Linked DNA regions of Rattus norvegicus: regions 1 and 2 are each linked to region 3. The links are chromatin contacts, called in public Hi-C maps. All regions are on one chromosome and are shown on one strand. Each heading gives the region's core, a stretch centred on a gene start, on an enhancer-like site or on the middle of the called end of the contact. The rest is flanking DNA. Distances are from core to core; before and after follow the strand shown. Region 1 overlaps Sipa1l1 (signal-induced proliferation-associated 1 like 1). Region 2 has its middle 91 kb from the start of Sipa1l1. Region 3 holds the start of Sipa1l1 (signal-induced proliferation-associated 1 like 1).

Region 1 (2,700 bases), core at 118-2,617, 100 kb before region 3:
TTGATGTTTGCTGGTTTGTTAGTTTGTTTGCTGTGCTTGATATCAAACCCAGAGTCCTGCTCATGGGAGCTCCCCAGGGTGAGGTTTCTGTTGCTGTGACGTAACACCATGAACAACAGCAACTTGGGGAAGGATGTGTTTATTTCATCTTATAACTCTAAGGTCCCATTCTGTCACTCAGGAAGCCAGGGCAGAAACTCAAGACAGAAATTGAAGCAAAAGCCATGAAGGTGTGCTGCTTACTGGCTTACTTCTCACGGCTTTCTCAACTTTTCTTGTGAATCTTCTATAAAGGCATCTCAACTGAGACCCCTCTGCCCAGATGACTCTAGCTTGTGTTAAGTAACCAAACCTAGCCAGCACACTAGGACGCATCCTGGCCACTAAGCTATACCACAACTAACACCCAGGGAATGTTAGGCTAACCAGGTAAGGGCAGAATGTCTAGAGGCAAACTATTTGACCTCTAACCCCATGACTGACCTCTTTTGCATCACGTGCTCCCCATTCATCAGGTCAGTCTGAGGAGGTTCTTGTCAGCAAGTCATGAGACAAAGCATGTAAGGCAGAGGACGGGGCAGTACTTGTGTTCCACAAAGGTTCCTACCATTAGTCTTAAATAACAAAAGCACAGCAAACAACCGGAATACAAGATCACTAAAGTGTGGTATCGCTAAAGATAGTGCACAACTGTCAACCATCTTTAGCTTTATATTTTACTCTCATTTTCTATAATTTAAATGCCGAGTGAGTTATTCTTAATTACCTTATATTAGGCCTTCCTAGTTATCTGTTCCTATTCCCTGCTGTGACTCCATTAACAAGGCCTCCTGAGGTTGAGTTCAAGAGATTTATGATCAACTATATAAAATTCCTTCCATACTGATTTTAATGGGTTTCTACTGATAAACAATAACCTAAAATAAATTGGTTAATTTCTAGACCATGGAGCCATTTCCACTAGGAATCTACTAAACTGTAGTTATTTTTCACCAGCTGTGTGGATAATATTTATTTCACAACTTTTAAAAGTCATTAGAGAATGAAGAGACTTGTGAACACCCTCTCCTTTCTCATCTCCCCATGTTCTCAAATTCCCCTTTTGGCTCTGACAAAGGGGGTTAGAATGAAGGCAGATTAATTCATGTCACAGAAGGAACTCAACTAAATTCATAAGTATCAGAAACCAAGCCAGCGATGCTGTGACAAGAGATGGGGACAGAACAGGGAGGACAGGACACTCCAGACACCGTTCTCACAAGAAGTCAAACATGAGACAGCACTCATCAATGGCTGCCTTATACTGTCCTCCTATTGTCGACAGGAAGAAGACGAGAGCCACTGAAATGTTAACAGTGATTCCACAACTGGCAGCTTCCCACATGGCTTGCGTCTTGGACAATGCAGTCGACAGAGGACTAAGTCTGTGAAACAGCTCTGCACAGAGAGCCTATTATTTCAAGGTCTCTGCCACGCACCCCAAGCACAACTCTAAATCTGTATTTAACCATGATAGGGACTGATTCCAGGGCAAGATCAAAGAGTCATACACAGTCCAGCTCCTCTACTCAGGCAGCCATAACCACAACGTAACTCATGAAGCGGCTTTTTTTCCCAACGTTTTCTCTTTTTCTTTTTTTTTTTTTTTTCCTGTGTAGCCCTGGCTATCCCGGAACTTGTTCTGTAGAGCAGGTTGGCTTCAAATTCAGAGATCCTCCTGCCTCTGCCTCTTGAGTGCTGGAATTAAAAGCTTTTGCCACCACCGCCCAGCTATGAAGCAGCTTCTTGGAGGCTCTGCCAAACACTGCAGTGGGTTCAGCAAGCACAAAGGCTATAAGTGCAAGGAGTAAGAGAAGCAGAGGCCCACTCTGCCCTGTGCATGGGTGAGACTCATATAAGAAGGCCTGACCCAAACAGGAGGTCAGAGGGAGCACATCAACCCTCTGACCTCTGGTTGCGGAACTGAGGAGGGGATTCCCACTGGCCATGTTTCTTCTCTTTTTCTTTTTTAGTTTGATTGTGATAGAGAAGTACTTATTTTCTTATATTTCCATTATGGTGCTTCTTTTTTATTCAAATAATTGTTTTTTATTATTTTTATTTTATTATTCACTTCACATTCCACTCACTGCCCCCTCCCAGTCACCCCCTCCTATAATACCGCAGTGCACCCCCCTCTTCTGAGCAGGTAGGGCCCTCTGCGCATACCCCAACCCTGGTCCATCTCCACGACACTACGTGCATCCTCTCCCACTAGGCCAGACAAGGCAGCCCACTTAGAAGAACATATCCCACATCCAGGCTTTTGGGATAGCCCAGGCTCTAAGCTCTGGCTGGAAAGCTAAGGAGGGGATTTCCATGACCCGTGTTTCTCCTCTTCTCTTTCTTCTCTTCCCAGGCTGAGGCACTCTCAAAGCATGGCAGTCAGGGACAACACTGATCTACAGCTTTAAGGAACAGGAACACACACACACACACACACACACACACACACACTCTCTCTCTCTCTCTCTCTCTCTCTCTCTCTCTCTCTCTCTCTCTCTTTCTCTGTTGCTCTCTTCCTCGTCCCTCTACTCTTCAGCCCAGAATGTGAGCAGTCACAGAAAATACCCTGTCCCATTTAAAGTCTCATGTTTGTGACTGGAAAATAAAGGGGATGCCTGAGAACCAACCCTCACAAGGGCATTAACTGACTTCCAG
Region 2 (2,700 bases), core at 1-2,500, 91 kb after region 3:
TCACTCAGACTTTGGGATCATTTGCCCCCCTGGTAAGTTCTCTGAGGTGAAGACCACTTATTAGACTTAGCACGGGGCAAGGAGTGAATGTCAAAAACAAAGCTAACAAGAGGAATGAATGTACCTGGCTCTCCAGCGCCTTTTCCTCCAGCAGAGCTCTTCAGCTCATGGGGATACTCAAAGGCCTGATTGTTCCCTCCCAAAGAGGGTTTTCTGTTTCCCTCAAGGCCCTTTCCACAGTAGGTGAGATACTGCCCTTCCATATAAGAAAACCACATGGGTTCCTTTCCATGTGACTTGGGTAATCTGGAGAAGAGATATTGGAGGACTCCTGGGCCCAGAGTCAGGACAAATTGAATCTTTGGCTTCTCAAGCCCCTTTCCCTCAGGGTGCCTCACACACAACAGAGATGTTTGCAGCTGTACTGGGAGCCCATGCAGAAGCACGGACCAAATCCCCACATGGAGAAGGCAAGGACGCTACCCTTTCTTCAGACCACGAACTCTGCCATGCCTCGGAGTCTCCTCGAAGACTTATTTACAGATTGTCACAGCACCCCAGAGTTTCCAATGTAGTTTAACTGGGATATGGTGGGGAATGTGGATTTGAGCAAACTCCAAGGCGATGCTTCCCTGCTCAGAAGGTAAGGGGAACACACCTCTAAGATTAGCCTCATGCTTCCTTTAGCCACTGATGATATGGGTGAACTAACACCCCTTCCTACCCCAAGAAACCTGCAGCAAGAAGGATGAAGGGAAAGTACATTTTAGAGGAAAGTCTGAGAAAGAATCCAGTTTGAGAGGCTGCTCCCCAGAGAGGAAGAGCTGCACTGAGAGCCAGAGAACTCAGAAGTCAATATGGGTTCAAAGCCAGCTCTGGGGAGAGAACATCATACAGTGTGAAACTTGGATGGTTAAGAGCTCAGGACTTGGAGACCAAAGTCCTACAGCCCTCTCCTAAGAAGCCTTGCTGCTACTGGCAGCGCCAAGGTAAACCACCCAGAATTTAGTGGAAGCAGATCTGACAGCTCTTGGGAGAGCCTTCCAGACTTCTGGGTAGGTGAGTCCTTCTTAGAGCCCTGCCCAGTGCACTGTCTTTACAGAGTCTGACCAAGGGCAGAAAGCCACAAGGCAGTGGAAAGCGCATGGCATCTCTCCGCTGCCTTATTATCTGTGGTCCCCAGCAGGGTTGTGCTGTGCCAAGGGTTAGCGTGGGTGGCCGTGATTCATTCAGACTCGTGGGGAAGCAGATGCTGCTGCTGCCACCAGTGCTGCCACGGAAACGGGCTAAATAAATCCCAGATCCTTGGAGAGGGCAGGGAACAAGCTGCCTGCAGCCAGTCAGCCAGGCTGCTCCGGATGTGTTCTGGGTTCTGCCATTGTGATGGACTGCACTGCCTGAAGGCAGTCCTCAGTGTTGGAGCTGGCTGGAGACCCCGGTGGAGATCAACAGCACCACAGGCCTTTCTAGTAACTGGAATGTATTATGAGGGATGAGCAGAAGGCACAGAGTCTGTCGAAATCACACAGTCGCAGGCTAATCAGTTCACATGGATCCCCGCTCTGAAACCTGTGGGGCTTTTATGCTTATTGTAGGGGAATCTGTCCCCAGGAGCCACAGGGAGTCTCCAGCCAGGCACCTTCACCCCCTACACTAGGAGAACAGGTCTCCATTGGCTTTTCTATCAGACAGTAGAAATCCCAAGGGGGCCTGGAAACCCACCGTTACAGGCTTGCAGACAGAACCAGAACTTGGCCTCATGGGTTTTCAGAGCAGCCCTCCCCTGAACGAGTGGCTCTTTGGGCCATTACTACAGCAGTTCCCTTAACTGGGGCTCGCAACTGATCCCAGCAGTAACTGTAAAACTGGTTCTCTGTCCCCAGCAGCCATCCAAGTTCCTCCTTAGGGAGAGAGCCAGCAATGACCCTCCCTCAGAAGAGGAGGATAGGTCAAGGGTGGATTCATACCGCCTGGCCTCTCTTGCAGTCCTTCCACCAAGTGCCACTCCCCTCCCAGGTCTTTGCTTTATTGTTGTTCCCTGCTAATTGTTCATCTTCTGCAGCTCCTCCTCAGCCATAAACATATTTATGCTCTCTCACATGGAAAGAGGAAGGAAGAAGGGAGCCAGGGAGGATGGAGGGGGAGGCAGGGGAGGGAGAGGGGAGGGGAGAGGGAGGGAGGTTTTCTATCAGAGAACCCTGGATTGTCTGCCTGTCTTTCTTGGCTCCCATTAGGTTCTAATCTCATCCCATGGCTTCCCAGCTGGGTACGCTTGGAGACATTATGACTCTCTCTGAAGCTGAGTATATTCGTCCCACAAAGGAGGATGGGATGATGCTCTTTGTAGGGTTGCTGGGAAAACCACAGGAGTTCAGCACACACCTGGCCCTGCACAGAGGAGGAGCGGAGTGTGAGGATGGCTCTCATTATTTCTACCCAGTGCTGTCGAAAACGTGTCCTGTTGCTTTTCTGACTCACCCCATACGTTTATGGAGAACGCACGCATGCGTGCACACGCACACGCACGCATGCGTGCACACGCACACGCACGCACGCACACACACACACACACACACACACACACACACATTTCCCTTTTTAATATGTAGAGGATGTCATATATTTTGATCATATTCCTCTCTCTACCTTTTCCTCTAACTCCTCCCAGACCTGCCCCCGCCCACTTCCCCTCACTGCCAA
Region 3 (2,700 bases), core at 15-2,514:
TTGCCCACATTGAAATGCCATGGAGCGACTTATGAACCTGGCAAGTTGCCTTTAAGGTCAGGAGCGAAGTTGGAAAGGGCAAGGAAAGAAAAAGTTCTGTATACAGACAGCACCCTCATGCCTCTCCAACCTTATGACGGTTTCCTTCCTCCAAGGAACGCAGGTTGGAGCATCCCCCAACCCCATCTCAGTCCCCAGGATCTCCCAGGAGAGAAATTAACACCCTTGAGCCCGCACCCGAATCTTTCCTTTCCCCACCATTAACCCACTGGGCCTTGGCCCCTGCAGCACACCTGCAAAGAGCTCACCGAGTGACGGATGGGGAAGGATCGCTCCGAGGAGCCCGGAGCCGAAGGGTAAGCACGGCCACCGGGCGGGGATGCGGGGATCCGGGCCTCTAGGGGTGCCGATCCGGATCCCGAGGGGCGAACGTGCGCGCGCGCAGTGCGCGGTGAAGTGCAGACTCGCCCCCGCCGGGACCGCGATCCCCAGCACGCCACTAAATCGGAAATCTAACTTTCAGCCGCTGTGAGCGTCCAGCTCCAGACCGCGAATCCCAAGCCGGGGGCGGAGGGGGGGACTGTCAGTAGTGCCGCCCCGCCCCCCCCCAGCCCTGCCCTCCTGAGCCACTTACCGCTTGGCCTGGGCTTCCCGGTGCTGCCGCGCGTCCGGGGCGCGTCGTCCGCGCGCTCTCCCTGGGGAGAAAGAGAAAGCGTGCAGACGGTCGGGGCGCGCTCGCTCGCCGCCTCCTCTGTGGAGATCTGAGGCTCCGAGCGCCGGGCGAAGGGGCCGCCCGGGCAGGATTAGCACAGCTCCCCAGCCTCGCTCCGAGGAGGTCCCCGCAGCGGCCGCACTCCGTGAGCTGCGGAGGCCGAAGTGATTAGTCCCGGGGCATCAACTATTGTGCAGAAGCCGGGACCCCGGCTCGCACCCCCGAACCCCTCATCCCGCCCGCCGGCTCCGGGGAACGAGCGAGCGGCGCCCGGGGAGAGTCCGGGCTACGGAACACGGTGCTGGGCGCCGTGGGGGGAGGAGGGGAGTTGCGTGGCCGCGGGGGAGGGGACAGGTAACTGCCCACCGGGACTGGAGGACCCGCGGAGGGACAGCGCGGGAAGGGAGTCCCGGACGGCGGCGATGAGCGCGCTGCGGGAGGTCTCCCGGGCCCACCCTCCCTCCCTCCCCCCCGGGACACGGGGCCGCACTGACTTTCCGCTCACTCGCTCACGCACGTACTGAACTCGCTCACAAAGTTGCCGGCGGTGGCGGCGCTGCACTGGCCCTTCTCCCCGCCCCATCCCTTCCCTCCCTCCTCTCCTCCCTCCTTCAGTCTCGGGTGAGATCACCGCGGCGGGGTTCTGCGCTCAGGCAAGTCTCGCGAGATTAGAAGCCCAAGCTCGGGCCGGGGGAAGTGGAAGCCGGGTAGTGAGGGCCGTTGAACTTCTGGTTGTCATGACGACTCGACAGCCGAGTGCAGTTTTCACCTGCCTCCTCCGCTGCCCCAAGCCTAGCGGTGGGGAAGGGGAGGCTGGAGGAGGATGCAGGGCTTCCATAGACCTGCTTCTCGGAGGTGGGAGCATTTGGCCAGAGAAGCTCTGGGGCTTTAGAAGTCAGCGCATCTCTCTACTTCTAAATGTCCACCATGTACTCAGTTTATGAGCCTTCCTGTGTAATCTCATCTCCAGCCCCCGCACTATGCTTTCTTTTCCCCATCCTAACGCCCCCACGAGATGGCTTCTTGCGCATGTAGCTCACTCATGTTGGTATTCTCAGCGGGCTTTGTACCCTAGTAGGTACTGTATGTCTGTTGTTGAAAATGAAGGTAATAGTCCTTGTGTGTCCACAGTCACTCTACTTTGCCCAACCCCAAAGAGTACCTGGAATTTATGTCAGTTTCTGCACCACAGTCAAGTTTTTTACACTGCTAAACTCTGGTTTCTGTTTCAATCTTTTTTTTCCCTGTGGTTACATGTTTCTTTTCTCTTTGTAAAAACCTGGTTCACGGTAGAAGGGAACAGGAAACAAAACTTAAATTATGAATCCTCAGATTATACCTTTATACCTGATTACAAAACGTTATTGAGGGATTGGACAGATGACTCTGGGATTAAGTAAAGCACAGCGGCTCTTCCAGATGACTGATGTTCAATTTCCAGCTTCCATTTGGTGGGCCAACAACTATAATTCCAGTTCCAGGAGACCTGACACCCTCCAAGAACACCAGGCATAGACATGATATATATTCCAAAAGGCTATTGTTTGAAATCTCATTTTATTTCTAAATTGGAGAAATTTTTCTGTGGTGATTTTTGTTTTACTAAATAATATCCTGCTGTTGATAGAAACATGAAGTTTTGATGTCAACAAAGATGAATAAATATAGATTCCATAGTGTATAACAGAACTCACCATTAAAAAATTGATCTTTTTTTTTTTTTTTTGGTTCTTTTTTTCGGAGCTGGGGACTGAACCCAGGGCCTTGTGCTTCCTAGGTAAGCGCTCTACCACTGAGCTAAATCCCCAGCCCCAAAAATTGATCTTTAAATGTCAATATCAATATGAGGAAACTGTTAACTCAATCCCATACACATAGAAACCTAAAGGACCTTACTATATGAAGACTTAAACAGTTAAGACTTTTGGGATACCTGTGGCAATGGGGTGTGTGTGTGTGTGTGTGTGTGTGTGTGTGTGTGTGTGTGT

Evidence for each region. Hi-C and Micro-C count contacts between places; a contact is called where the count stands out from the background.
Region 1: a contact with region 3 is called in a Hi-C map of Schwann cells, with 2.8 times the contacts expected there. The contact joins the enhancer-like site here to the promoter of Sipa1l1 in region 3. A contact is called at or near these places in 1 of 12 Hi-C or Micro-C datasets (Schwann cells) and 1 of 1 datasets of contacts at active chromatin or transcription factors (oligodendrocytes).
Region 2: a contact with region 3 is called in a Hi-C map of Schwann cells, with 2.1 times the contacts expected there. The contact joins the enhancer-like site here to the promoter of Sipa1l1 in region 3. A contact is called at or near these places in 2 of 12 Hi-C or Micro-C datasets (Schwann cells and frontal cortex).

Annotation. Positions count from the first base shown.
Region 1 is chr6:107,671,723-107,674,422 of GRCr8, reverse strand. All of the region lies in intron 4 of Sipa1l1 (signal-induced proliferation-associated 1 like 1), which reads right to left. Among named protein-coding and RNA genes, the nearest start is that of Sipa1l1, 100 kb to the right of the region's middle. Within about 2 kb of position 1,367, at least 3 of the 93 cell types and tissues checked have an H3K27ac peak or open chromatin away from gene starts, as enhancers often do. A contact at or near this core is called in Schwann cells, where this site is marked.
Region 2 is chr6:107,478,246-107,480,945 of GRCr8, reverse strand. No RefSeq gene overlaps it. Among named protein-coding and RNA genes, the nearest start is that of Sipa1l1, 91 kb to the left of the region's middle. Within about 2 kb of position 1,250, at least 49 of the 93 cell types and tissues checked have an H3K27ac peak or open chromatin away from gene starts, as enhancers often do. A contact at or near this core is called in Schwann cells, where this site is marked.
Region 3 is chr6:107,569,202-107,571,901 of GRCr8, reverse strand. Sipa1l1 (signal-induced proliferation-associated 1 like 1) reads right to left here and starts at 1,264. Exons shown (of 25, transcript NM_001389245.1): 1 at 1,207-1,264; 2 at 635-695.